Regions from separate parts of the Rattus norvegicus genome. Here all the other regions are linked to region 1. Evidence: chromatin contacts called from public Hi-C data. All regions are on one chromosome and are shown on one strand. The core of a region is the stretch at or near the end of the contact, and the rest is flanking DNA. Distances in the headings are between cores, read along the strand shown. Region 1 has its middle 160 kb from the start of Trnap-agg28. Region 2 has its middle 490 kb from the start of Trnap-agg28. Region 3 has its middle 170 kb from the start of Cyld.

What was found. A called contact is a pair of places that touch in the nucleus more often than the background predicts.
Region 2: a Hi-C map of liver shows a contact between it and region 1, with 3 times the contacts expected there. The contact joins two enhancer-like sites. A contact is called at or near these places in 3 of 12 Hi-C or Micro-C datasets (kidney and liver).
Region 3: a contact with region 1 is called in a Hi-C map of kidney, with 3 times the contacts expected there. The contact joins two enhancer-like sites. A contact is called at or near these places in 3 of 12 Hi-C or Micro-C datasets (kidney and liver).

The regions. Positions count from the first base shown.
Region 1 is chr19:33,936,706-33,940,141 of GRCr8, forward strand. No RefSeq gene overlaps it. Among named protein-coding and RNA genes, the nearest start is that of Trnap-agg28, 160 kb to the right of the region's middle. Within about 2 kb of position 1,331, at least 2 of the 93 cell types and tissues checked have an H3K27ac peak or open chromatin away from gene starts, as enhancers often do. A contact at or near this core is called in kidney and liver, where this site is marked.
Region 2 is chr19:33,605,968-33,609,393 of GRCr8, forward strand. No RefSeq gene overlaps it. Among named protein-coding and RNA genes, the nearest start is that of Trnap-agg28, 490 kb to the right of the region's middle. Within about 2 kb of position 1,359, at least 1 of the 93 cell types and tissues checked has an H3K27ac peak or open chromatin away from gene starts, as enhancers often do. A contact at or near this core is called in liver, where this site is marked.
Region 3 is chr19:34,377,112-34,380,711 of GRCr8, forward strand. No RefSeq gene overlaps it. Among named protein-coding and RNA genes, the nearest start is that of Cyld, 170 kb to the right of the region's middle. Within about 2 kb of position 1,855, at least 4 of the 93 cell types and tissues checked have an H3K27ac peak or open chromatin away from gene starts, as enhancers often do. A contact at or near this core is called in kidney and liver, where this site is marked.

The sequences.
Region 1 (3,436 bases), core at 81-2,580:
CTTTCAAGGTATGTCTCCCTGACTGTATTGGTCTCCCTTAGAGACACACCTGCTGGCAAGGCCAGAGGTCGCTCCCCAACAGTCTTCTAGCTGACTCTACACCAAGACAAGCCAATGATGTAAGGATCCCAAACACTAGCTTGGACACTGAGCTTTCTCCAACTGTAGCTTTCGGGACCACCATTCCATCCTTGGTCCATACACACCGAAGCTCACTACAGACAGGGAAGTTCCCTTTCCAGGTACTTAGAAGGCTGATCCAAAGGAAGAGCTCCAAATGGTCAGAGCTGGTGTTTCAACAGTAAGTGTGTCTGTGATGTGTCAAAGCAATTCTAGGGCACAGACTGGTGAATGGTGGCACTGTGGACTGTTCTTACAGACTTATGCTACGTCAGGTAGAGTGTTCTGCGTGAATTCTTTTTTTTTTTAAGATTTACTTATTTATTATATATGAGACACTGCAGCTGTCTTCAGACACACCAGAAGAGGGCATCAGATCCCATTACAGATGGTTGTGAGCCACCGTGTGGTTGCTGGGAATCGAACTCAGGATCTCTGGAAGAGCAGTTAATGCTCTTAACCGCTGAGCCATCTCTCCAGCCCTCTGCGTGAATTCTTGCTCTGCCATGACAGGCTCACTGGTTTGCTGTGGAGCAGTGTTATAAATCTAAGGTTATGAATACCTGGGGATTCCAAGCCCACCTTGATTACTGTCCCCCCAGCACCCTCCCTGTGTGTGTGACTTGCCTTCCTTTTTCTTCTAAGATCTAAAATATAAAGATAACCTGATCCTTTTAGTAGACAGAAGCAAGAAACAGAAGTGACACCCTGGCAATTCATCTGAAGATTCAGGGCCAAGAATGGGCACTGCCCTTCCAGAAAGTCTGCCTTACTGACCGACAACCTGAGAAATACTTTGAGCCTATTCTGTTTGCCATCAACCCTGAAAAGCCACCCTTGAACTGTCAACGTCTAGAAGGTTCATCTGAGAGAATAGCTGCAGGTAAGTAGCTAACACAATGCTGTCAGTTCCCTGTCCCCATAGCCAGATGGCTGGCTTCCTGCAGCCAGGATGCCACCACCACCCTTTGGGATCTCTAATGCCTACTGACTCGGTCTATTAGTATCAGCAGTTGGGTGACCTCCCTTCCCAGAGTTAGGATGCTATATGATGACTCAGTGACAGCTTGTCTGGGAAAGGGGCTAGTGTGGGAAGGCTCCCCTGTGGTAAGGAGAAAATCCCTCCAAGAGGCTTGGTCTTAGGCAAATACTGATTCCGGCTCCCTTGCTGCTGTCACCTGCAGATGTTGCCAATCTCATCCGTCCGCCCCTCCCCCATTAGCACCCAGAGCATTTTGATCCAGAAAGGTAAAGGTGAGTGAGCTTCTACTGATGACAGCCAAGTTCTCCTAGACTCAAATTTCAGCCTTCACCCTCATTTCTATTCTTGTGATTTCATTTCCTTCTTGTCCCACAGAATTGAATACCAAATACCATTCCCAGGTCTTCTAAAGTCCAATCTCCTAAATGCTTTGTTTCCAACTTACATAAACGTTCAAATTTCCTTTTCCCCTGCTCAAATTTCTGCCAAAGCAGAGAACAGTGGTGAAATTTTTGAAGATAATTAACATATCAGATATCTGTAATAAAGTAATCATGCATTTCTTGGATCATGAGACTCTGGTTAGCTGTTATTAATCGCAAATATTTTCATGTCATTTGTAATACTCTTGTTGGCGGCTGTTTTTCATGCTTGGTGGATTCCAGTTTAAAGTCTCCAGCTCCAGGCACAAGGCCCCTCACACCCCACCTCCACACAAGAGGCCAGACTTGATAGTGTCTTGTTGAACACAGTGGACCTTCAGGGGAAACAACACTGAGGGAAGTAATTATCTATTCACGCTGGGCCGCCTACAAATAAAGTGAGAAAAATCACTTTCTCGGGACTCACATGAGAAACATAATTTAGTTAATATTAAATAAAGGGATTGGGCAACTGGCCTCTTTTTTTACAGTGTGCGCTTATGTGTCCTTGATCAGGGCCTGTTTTGTTTATGATTAATGAATGACTCACCTTGAGCTATGTTCCATTCAATGCGTGCCTCATTATGAATCTGAAGAGGTCGTTTGTGCCGTGGACTTAAAATAAAAACCTCTTTGTACATTCAGAAGGTTAAGAGTTTGACACTGGTGCAAAATTATGGCAGAAAGAACTCAGGACCCTGGGCCCTGGTTGATGGCAGGGTTCCTTCTGAACTTTCAGAGTTGGGAGAGAAACTCTAAGCCTGGGATTGGATATTAAAGAGACTCTTTGGACTGATGGATCTGTGTGTCTGAACTGGACCTGAGGTATTTCATGTCTTTGAGATGCATATGGGGAAAGGCCTTCTCCACTGCTGAAAGAGGGTCATACAAAGGGAACTTCAACCTGCACAAATAAAGTGTGTGTGCCCCAAGTCATGAGGCACAAGTATTTAGGCCAGACCAGGGCTTCATCTTCTCTCCACATTGTCTAACAGCTCTTCTTTTGATGACCCCATTTGTTCCTTAGACCCCTATGTCAGGCTGGACATGGACAGCAGGTATAAAATGCTTGCCCAACCCCAGGTTAGATAGCTAGCACCAAAAAACATAAGTGAATTACAAGTCTCTTATCATATCATCGTAGTGTATTTCTCACTGTGTTTAGATACATTGGTGTGTAATGTGATCTATCAGATCCAATAAAACCCAAGACCTAGTTCAGAGCAGAAGATATATACCAAACAACAACAATGACAACAACAATAAATATAAATGTGCACCCTGCATACTCAAAAGACTAAGGCAACAGAATCACAAGTTTGAAACTATTCTGAACTCCGTATCAATATCCTGCCAAAGAGAGGATGACATCTGGGAGCAAAAGAGGAGGGAAGGAAAAAGAATAAAGAAAGCCAAAAAAACAAACAAAACAAAACAAAAAGACAGGCAAAAACAGAGGAGGGAGGGCTGAAAAGAAAAGGCAGGCATCTCCACTTCCCATTGCAGGTGAGTGTGCGCCCATGCCCAAACATACCTACGAACAAAGATGCTTCGGGGACAGAGGGAGAGCCAGTGCCCAGCAGGCAGAGGGTAAGCCATCGGCCCATGCAGATTTGCTCTGCACTTCATGGGAGGGACCCAAGTTCATGTGCCTGAGACTGGCGCTCATGGTGGGAAGTGAGCTTTGAGACTCTCCATCACTTCCAGCAGTGCCACAGACATGTGGTCTGGCCACCTGTGGGCCCCACCACAGCTCAGTTAATGATTTTTCCACAGGGGTCTGTGCGCTCACTTGTGCATTCAAATGAGAGCTTGTCACACAGACATAAAGGCTTATGCATGAACAGGGTTTGGCGGTTGACTAAGGATACCCACTTCATGGTAGACATAGTTCATTAGTCACCTACCCAAC
Region 2 (3,426 bases), core at 109-2,608, 330 kb before region 1:
AGTTGTGTCCCTTTATTACTGGTAATTGTTTCAGAACTTTCTTTGAGCAACTGCTGCAGAGAAGGGAAACTTTTGGCAGCCAGGAGTGAGGGTCAGATGGGTGGGATAGAACCTCACTGTCATCCAAAGAGATTGACATGGGAGGGAAAAAGGGAGAGAACATCCATCTCAGGTTAGTGACATCACTGGGATATCTCGGTAATGCTTGGGGTCTCCTAACGAGAGAGTATATGATAGATAGCAATAAGGTCAGTCAAGTGTCATGACTTACTGAAATCTTTGGGGAAGAGAAAAACAATTCAGAGGATTCTTGATTCTGGTTGACTAACACAATTTAGGGGTTTCATCAATATACAGGAAATACTTTCACATGATGAGGAAATGCCTTTCATGTGAGGTGGATTTTAATACCGTCAATAATAGTGGTACGTTACCAATATTACTCATGTAGACCACTTAAGTGATACAAAGGAACCAGCTCTTGTAATTCTACATTTGTAGCCCTGTACAGCACAATATGTATACAAGTAGCTTAATGAACCTGTGTTCATATATAAAACACAGATGGACTGTGGGAATTAAGTTGGGACCTTATATCTGTTTTTAGGATTTTCTTTTTAATTTCTTTTTCGAATTTCTGCACAAGTAACACGTGATGGCTGGCAACCATCAGCAACTCCAGTCCCAGAGGATTCAATGCCATCTTCCGGTCTCCTTTTGCACTGCATACGCATGTGGGTAAAACACCCACACCCATAAAATAAAAATAAATAAAATATCTCTCATAAAAAGCCAAATGCCTGAAGGTACGCCCTACTCTGTGTTCTCTGCTCTGTTTAGTTTCTACGGTGGTCTGTCAAGGATGGACTGTGATAACAAATATCTTTCTGGAAATCTGTTCTTAACTCCTAGGACAAGAGAAGCATCCTGTCCCCAAGAAGAACACATCTAATTGGTGTGTGCATAACTTCCTGTTTGACAAGGTGTTGCTATTCTGAACAACAGAATGAGGGGAGCACGGAACTGACATCACCATGTATTTACCAAGAGCCATGAGCCGTTCTTTATGGTTTCTATCTATTATCTCAGTGAGGAGCACTGCAGTAGCTCGGCAGCTGGCCTGTGCTTCGTCAACCTTCGGTACAACTGAGAAAGGAGATGTTTGGATCAGTAAGACCGTTGAATACATTGAAACAATGGGGAATGAAGAGAAAGGGGGAGAGAGCTGATTTTAAAATGCATCAGTGCCTAAATATAAGTGCTGTCTTTCTTTCTCTGCGTTCTGTTGCTATCTCCAATCTCTCTGACCAAAAGCAAACAAGGGAAGGAAAGAGTTTATTTGATTTTTATGCCTCCAAATCACAGTCCAAAGTACAGGAAAACCGGGGGCTTGGACTCAACACAGGAGCTCAAAGCAGCAACCGCGGAGGAAGGCTGCCTGTTACATTCACTTACAGGCTCAGCTAGTTTTCATATACAGACCCACCTGCCATGGCATGCCTCCACCCATAGGAAGACGGGTCCTCTCACGTCACCAATCAAGCCAATTTCCTACAGACAAACCAAAGGTCATTCTGATTCGGGCAATTCCTCCCTTGAGGTTCCCTCTTCCCTGGCCCTTGGCTGTGCCAAGTTGACAATGACAACTAACCAGCATGATCCCTCTGGCTATGACTCTTGGATCTCAGTATTATAAACCGTGGCTGAGGTAAAAATGTATGAAATAGCATAAGAAATACTAAAAAGAAATAACAAAGAGTGTTGTGACAGTGGCCATGCAAGGGCATGGGGCATGAAGGGAGGCATAGCCTCCTCTAGATGGGAAATGAAATGTCAACATATAAGGGAGTTCTAGACTTCATGAAGCAAAGGACTTGAAAGACACAATAAATAACATTTACTGTGGACTTCTCTTATCTTGCCAATAGTAATTAAGTGTGTAGGTGCTAAAGCCATGTATGATCTAGTGACCCCTCCCCCTTAATATCCTGCTCTTCCCTCAGAGATATCAATAGATATTTGGGGAACAACCGAACAAATGAGCCAACTAACTTCACATGCATTGCCCAGGATGCTCACCGAAGGCTGGAGGAGGGACAGACAAATCATGAAGCTACACAGCGGTGGGGAGGGAAGACAATAATGTGTGGATAGAAATAGGAGCACTGTGGGAAGATTTCAGAGAGCCAGAAGCTGGTCCACTTCATCTACCATACGAGAATCTTCTTTGCAAGTGGATTAATGGGGTGCATCGCCTCCAGGAGTCAAAAATGACTACTGGGGAGGAATTATCTCTAAAGCTGTTAAGTACCGGATGTCAAATCCCATCGCTACTACGTGTGGTCCTATCTGCTGAGTATTAACTCTGGCTCAAGCACAGAACGATCTCCATTTTATCCTCTGTGAAATATGGGGCATTTGCAAAAATTAAGGTTCAAATTGATACTGCAAGTACTCGCATGGGGACTGTCAGAGTCACAGTGACTCCTGGCAAGACTCTCAGCCTCACGCAAGGCTGTTGCCCTAGAGCTGAGCCTGTTTTCTACTTCAGTCTGCTTTTCTTTCTACCCCCATGTGCCCTAAAGTGCCGGTGACCCACCTGGGGCCTCTGTAATGTTCCCCTAGAGAAGTGATGAGGTGAGCCATTAGTCCTATTTAAGGCTACGGAAAAAGAGTGGCTTAAGCTTCAGAAGGGGGCACAGAGTACTACTCTTGGAAGGACAAATTAACACAGGTACAGGAAGGTTGTACACAACCCCTCAATGGAGAGCTCTCTTGGGGAACTCAGGGCTACAATGGAGTGGCGTGTTTCCTGCTATTCGATGTGGACATCGTGACTGGACACCCAGGGGACAAAGCAAAAGCCTTTGGTCCTATTGATCTGACCATATCTCACAAAAATATTCCACCGAGACAGCTATGACTCTTCCTAACCCTTGTGTTTCATGACAGTCTCTCTTTCCTGCTCCTTGAGCTCTATCTACCAATACAGGCTTCACCCAACGGAGAAAACATCCATTCCCCAATCTTACGGCATGGCTTCTTGAAGAAAGATATCATGTGACCCTATCATCTGAGATTCAGAAGTGAAGATTTTATTTAACAAAGAAAAAGGGAGGGGTGAAAAGAGGGTGGGGTTTGCGTTAATGACGTTATCAGGGTCAGAGCAAAGCAAGAGGGTTTGACACTGATTTTAAAGAAATTATTTCTGTTCTACTAAAAATTGCAGAAGCCAGGCTGTCCTTATTTGGCGAGGCTTGTGGGTTTTCCCTGAAGTGTGGGTAAGATCCATTTTTTAATTCCATAACATTTTCTGTAACTGACATGTGATTATAATACCACAGTTCCCTTTAATGCAGTCTGTAAAAACACATTGATTTTATAGCTCCCCAAACCGATTACATTAATATCTGTGCATAATTAGTT
Region 3 (3,600 bases), core at 605-3,104, 440 kb after region 1:
TAGTCTTGTGAGCAAGAGAGTTGAAGGAGACACTACAAAGAAGAGTCCCCTACACTACACCCAGGGTTGAAGATGCAGATAATGTTGCCTTGGAACTTCTCAGGCAGGAGTAGCCTGGGGAGGGAAGACCTCCCAGCATCCCAGGTCCTCTACAGGACCTCATGAAGCCTTGCACTAGGAGGCCCAGAGCATTGGTGAAGGTGCTCAGAGCAGGGTCATCCTCACAGGAGACTGATTTGTGATGACACATGATGTTCTCTAAAATACCCAGAGAGACAAAGGTTCGAAAGAGCAAGAGGTCCTGTGATTGCAGGTGGGACTTAGAACCAGAGAAGCTCAATGATGAGCTACACAGCCTGTGTCACACAAGCCCTCTGTGTGAGAGCTTCTGTAAGCTTCTCCTTTTACCTCCCCAACCTTGCTCTTCCCATGGACTTGACACGACAGAACTACAGATCCAGGAACCTGTGCCATCTGGCTTCTGGCTAGGTTCAACCGCCGAGTGACAGTAGCTGATCTGTCCCCCAGAGTTTGCCACAGACTGACCACACTGCCACTGGAGATTATGTGGCCAGCACTCTCCATATGGCCTTCTAGCTCCAGGGTCCGGGTAACAGTCTCCTTCTGTAGGCTATACCAGCCTAGAGTTCCTAGCACATTGTTTCTCAGCCTGGAGATGAATCTAGCACAGGTAGGGTCCCTAGACCCTGCCCGTAGCTTCATAAAGAGCCCCAGTATTAAACTCTCTCTGGACTCTCATTTTCATCCACTGGTTTGAGTGACAGGAGAACACTGGAGTCCATGAGGAGGCAGTTAGCCCGGTGACCCTGAGCAGCAGTAGCCCATTGAATTTGGCATCATCTTCTTGTCTTCCTGCCCTTCAGTCAGACACATCTGTACCCCCTGAAACCTGGTAATCTTGTCGCAACACTCTGGATATCATAACTCTGGAACCCTGTCCAGCTGGACTTAGATCTGTCATTGTAGAGGAGAATGCCACCAACCCTGAAGTTTGTACAAGTGTTTGAGGGGATCATCACAGAACCCGTGACTTGAGGGCCTGAGAGGAATGGAGGATTCCTGATTCTTCACTGTATCTGAATTATGGAGGGTCCGAGCTGGCCCCAAAAGGGAATCAGTTTGGGGAAAGGCTTTTCGGTATAGCTAGGCTGGGCTTTCCCATCACTTACGACAAGAATGGCTCTGACACTCTTGCCTCCTTTCCTCTCGGCTTCCAGTCAGGGCAGCTGCGAGTGCCCAGATTCAGTCAAGCTATAGACGGGGTCTGAACCACCCCCTCCCCCTGCAACTTCCTGCAGCTCTGGGCTGTGGACCCTCTCACAGAGTCCAGAGCCCGAGTCGTCCACAGATCCCAGGATGTAGTTGGAGGGGACAGAGAGGACTACCAGCTGGCCACTGCTGCATTTACGGAGGAAGGCTCTGTGTAAGCACACTCAGGGTGTTCCTGTTTCTCTCTCTCTCTTTTAGAATGACAAACATCCCCATGTCTAGCTAACAAAACCGAGGCCGACTGCGGGTCCAGAGGCTTCAGTCCTCCCAAAGGCTGGGGAAAGACTCCTGTATCCTCACTGCCTCTTACCGTGTTTCCTCCCCTGGAATGACCTGCCTGTGCTCATGCTCAGTGTTCCCACCGTGAGGGGCTACGTATGTCCAAAACAAATATCCCTAGCCAAGAAGGATACCATGGCCAAGAGCAAGTGTACAGCCCCAAGAGCTCTGTGCTCTGAGCCGTGGCCATAGAAGCAGGGCGTGCAGCACAGGATAAGGTCTGAATGGCCATCTGCCCAAGGACCTTTGCCCGTCAGTGGGTTGACTAAACAAGGCTTGGGACTAGAGCCATGACAGAAATAGTCAGAAAGAGACAGCACAGGTGCGACTCAACGGACACAGCTCTTTGCGCAGAGCTGTACAGGCTGCATTGCATGACCACGGGGGTGCCAGTCACTACCCAGTCATCCTGAGCCTCAGCACAGTGACAGCATGCAGGCAGGAGGCTGTAACTGACCCAAGGAAGCAGCAACCGGGCGCCAGCTCAGAAAGGCTACTAGAAATACAGTTTTGGAAAATGGCCCCTTCTTTACTACTTGCAAGGCTATATGACACATGCCTGCGGGTCCTCTGATATAACCATCTCTGTTTACCCCCCACAGAACAGCATCGGCCACAGCGAGGCCTCTAGGTGCCACCCCATAAATCCTCTTCTCGCTGGAGGCCTATCAGATAATGATTTAAAGAACTAGTCGCTGGCTGCAATTAAGCACAGAGAAAATAGATCAGTCCCATAATTTCTGTGTGTGCAAGGTCGGGCTGGATCCGTAATTAATGTTTGCGCCCGTTAATGAAACGCTCCTCGCTCCGCACTTCTGTCATTCGCGAAGGTAATTTTTCAATTGATTAGTAAAATAATACTTGAAAAGTAAATGCACCTGCTTCTTCCCCGAAATGTCTCAGTCAACCGGACACACTGGTCGGGACGCTAAAAAAATACCACTGCAATCCAGTGGAGACCGGACCTGTACCATCAGCATGCAGAGAGCCTGAGAAGGAGACTGGAGGAAAAAGCAATTACAGCAATCGTGGTGACCGGAATCCCTGGGCGGCCCCCGAGGCTGCTCAGCAGCTGTGGCCGCTCTGCCCAGTTCCCACGTGTGACGGAAGGGAAGACGGGATGCTGTGGCCTGGGGTTCCTGCTGGGCAGGGATGGGTACAGAGGCTGCTGCAGAGGCCGGGTGGGATCTTATGCTGTGATGAGCAGGGAGGAGGGGCAGACTATAGGGTGCTGATGTTGGGGAGGGGAGTGCCACAAACCAGGGAGTTCCTACAAGTCACCAAGGGACGTATCAACAGGGGTGCTGCGTAGGGCATGCTCAGATCAGCATGTAGTGAAGCTGGAAACCAGCACTCCTTTCCAGGGACTTCTCTGGCTGGGTCTACCAGCTCCCGCATTTCTTAGTTGTTGGTGAACCATTTGAATGGACCTTGTCTTGAAACCAAGACTAAACATTTTGGAAATGGCATCACCTTATATCTTATGGAACAAAACACTGCAGGAAACATAATGGTGTTCATTCTTAGAAGAAAGACTCAAGTATTGATGTGTTGCTGTTTTTATTTTCAGTTCCAAATATTTTAACAGTAACCCCCATCTTTCCACTCGTGGGAGAGGCTCGCCTATAGCACCGAGCCCATGATCGGACAAAACTACTCAAAACCTCCATCAGCTTCCTGGAGTCATTTCTGTCTCTTTGACGTTGAAGATTTGACAATCAGTTATCAAACATCAAATATTGAACCACTTAGCCCATTGCCTCCAGACAATTGTTTCTTCTTTTAGCAGCTTGCCAGTCACCGGTGGCTCGCCATGGGTGACTAGGCTTCTTCTGTGTCACTCACATAGATATGAGGAGATCCTGCATCATTGCAGAAACTATTTCTGTGAACAATATACCTTATATTTTAAGAATGAATGCCAATGGTGGTGAAAGGACTGGATTTGGGGGGGGGGGGGCTAATGCCACAAAGGGTGGGTTCACAGATGACTGTCTCCATGTGTCTAAATGATGCTGGCTTGTCTTGTAT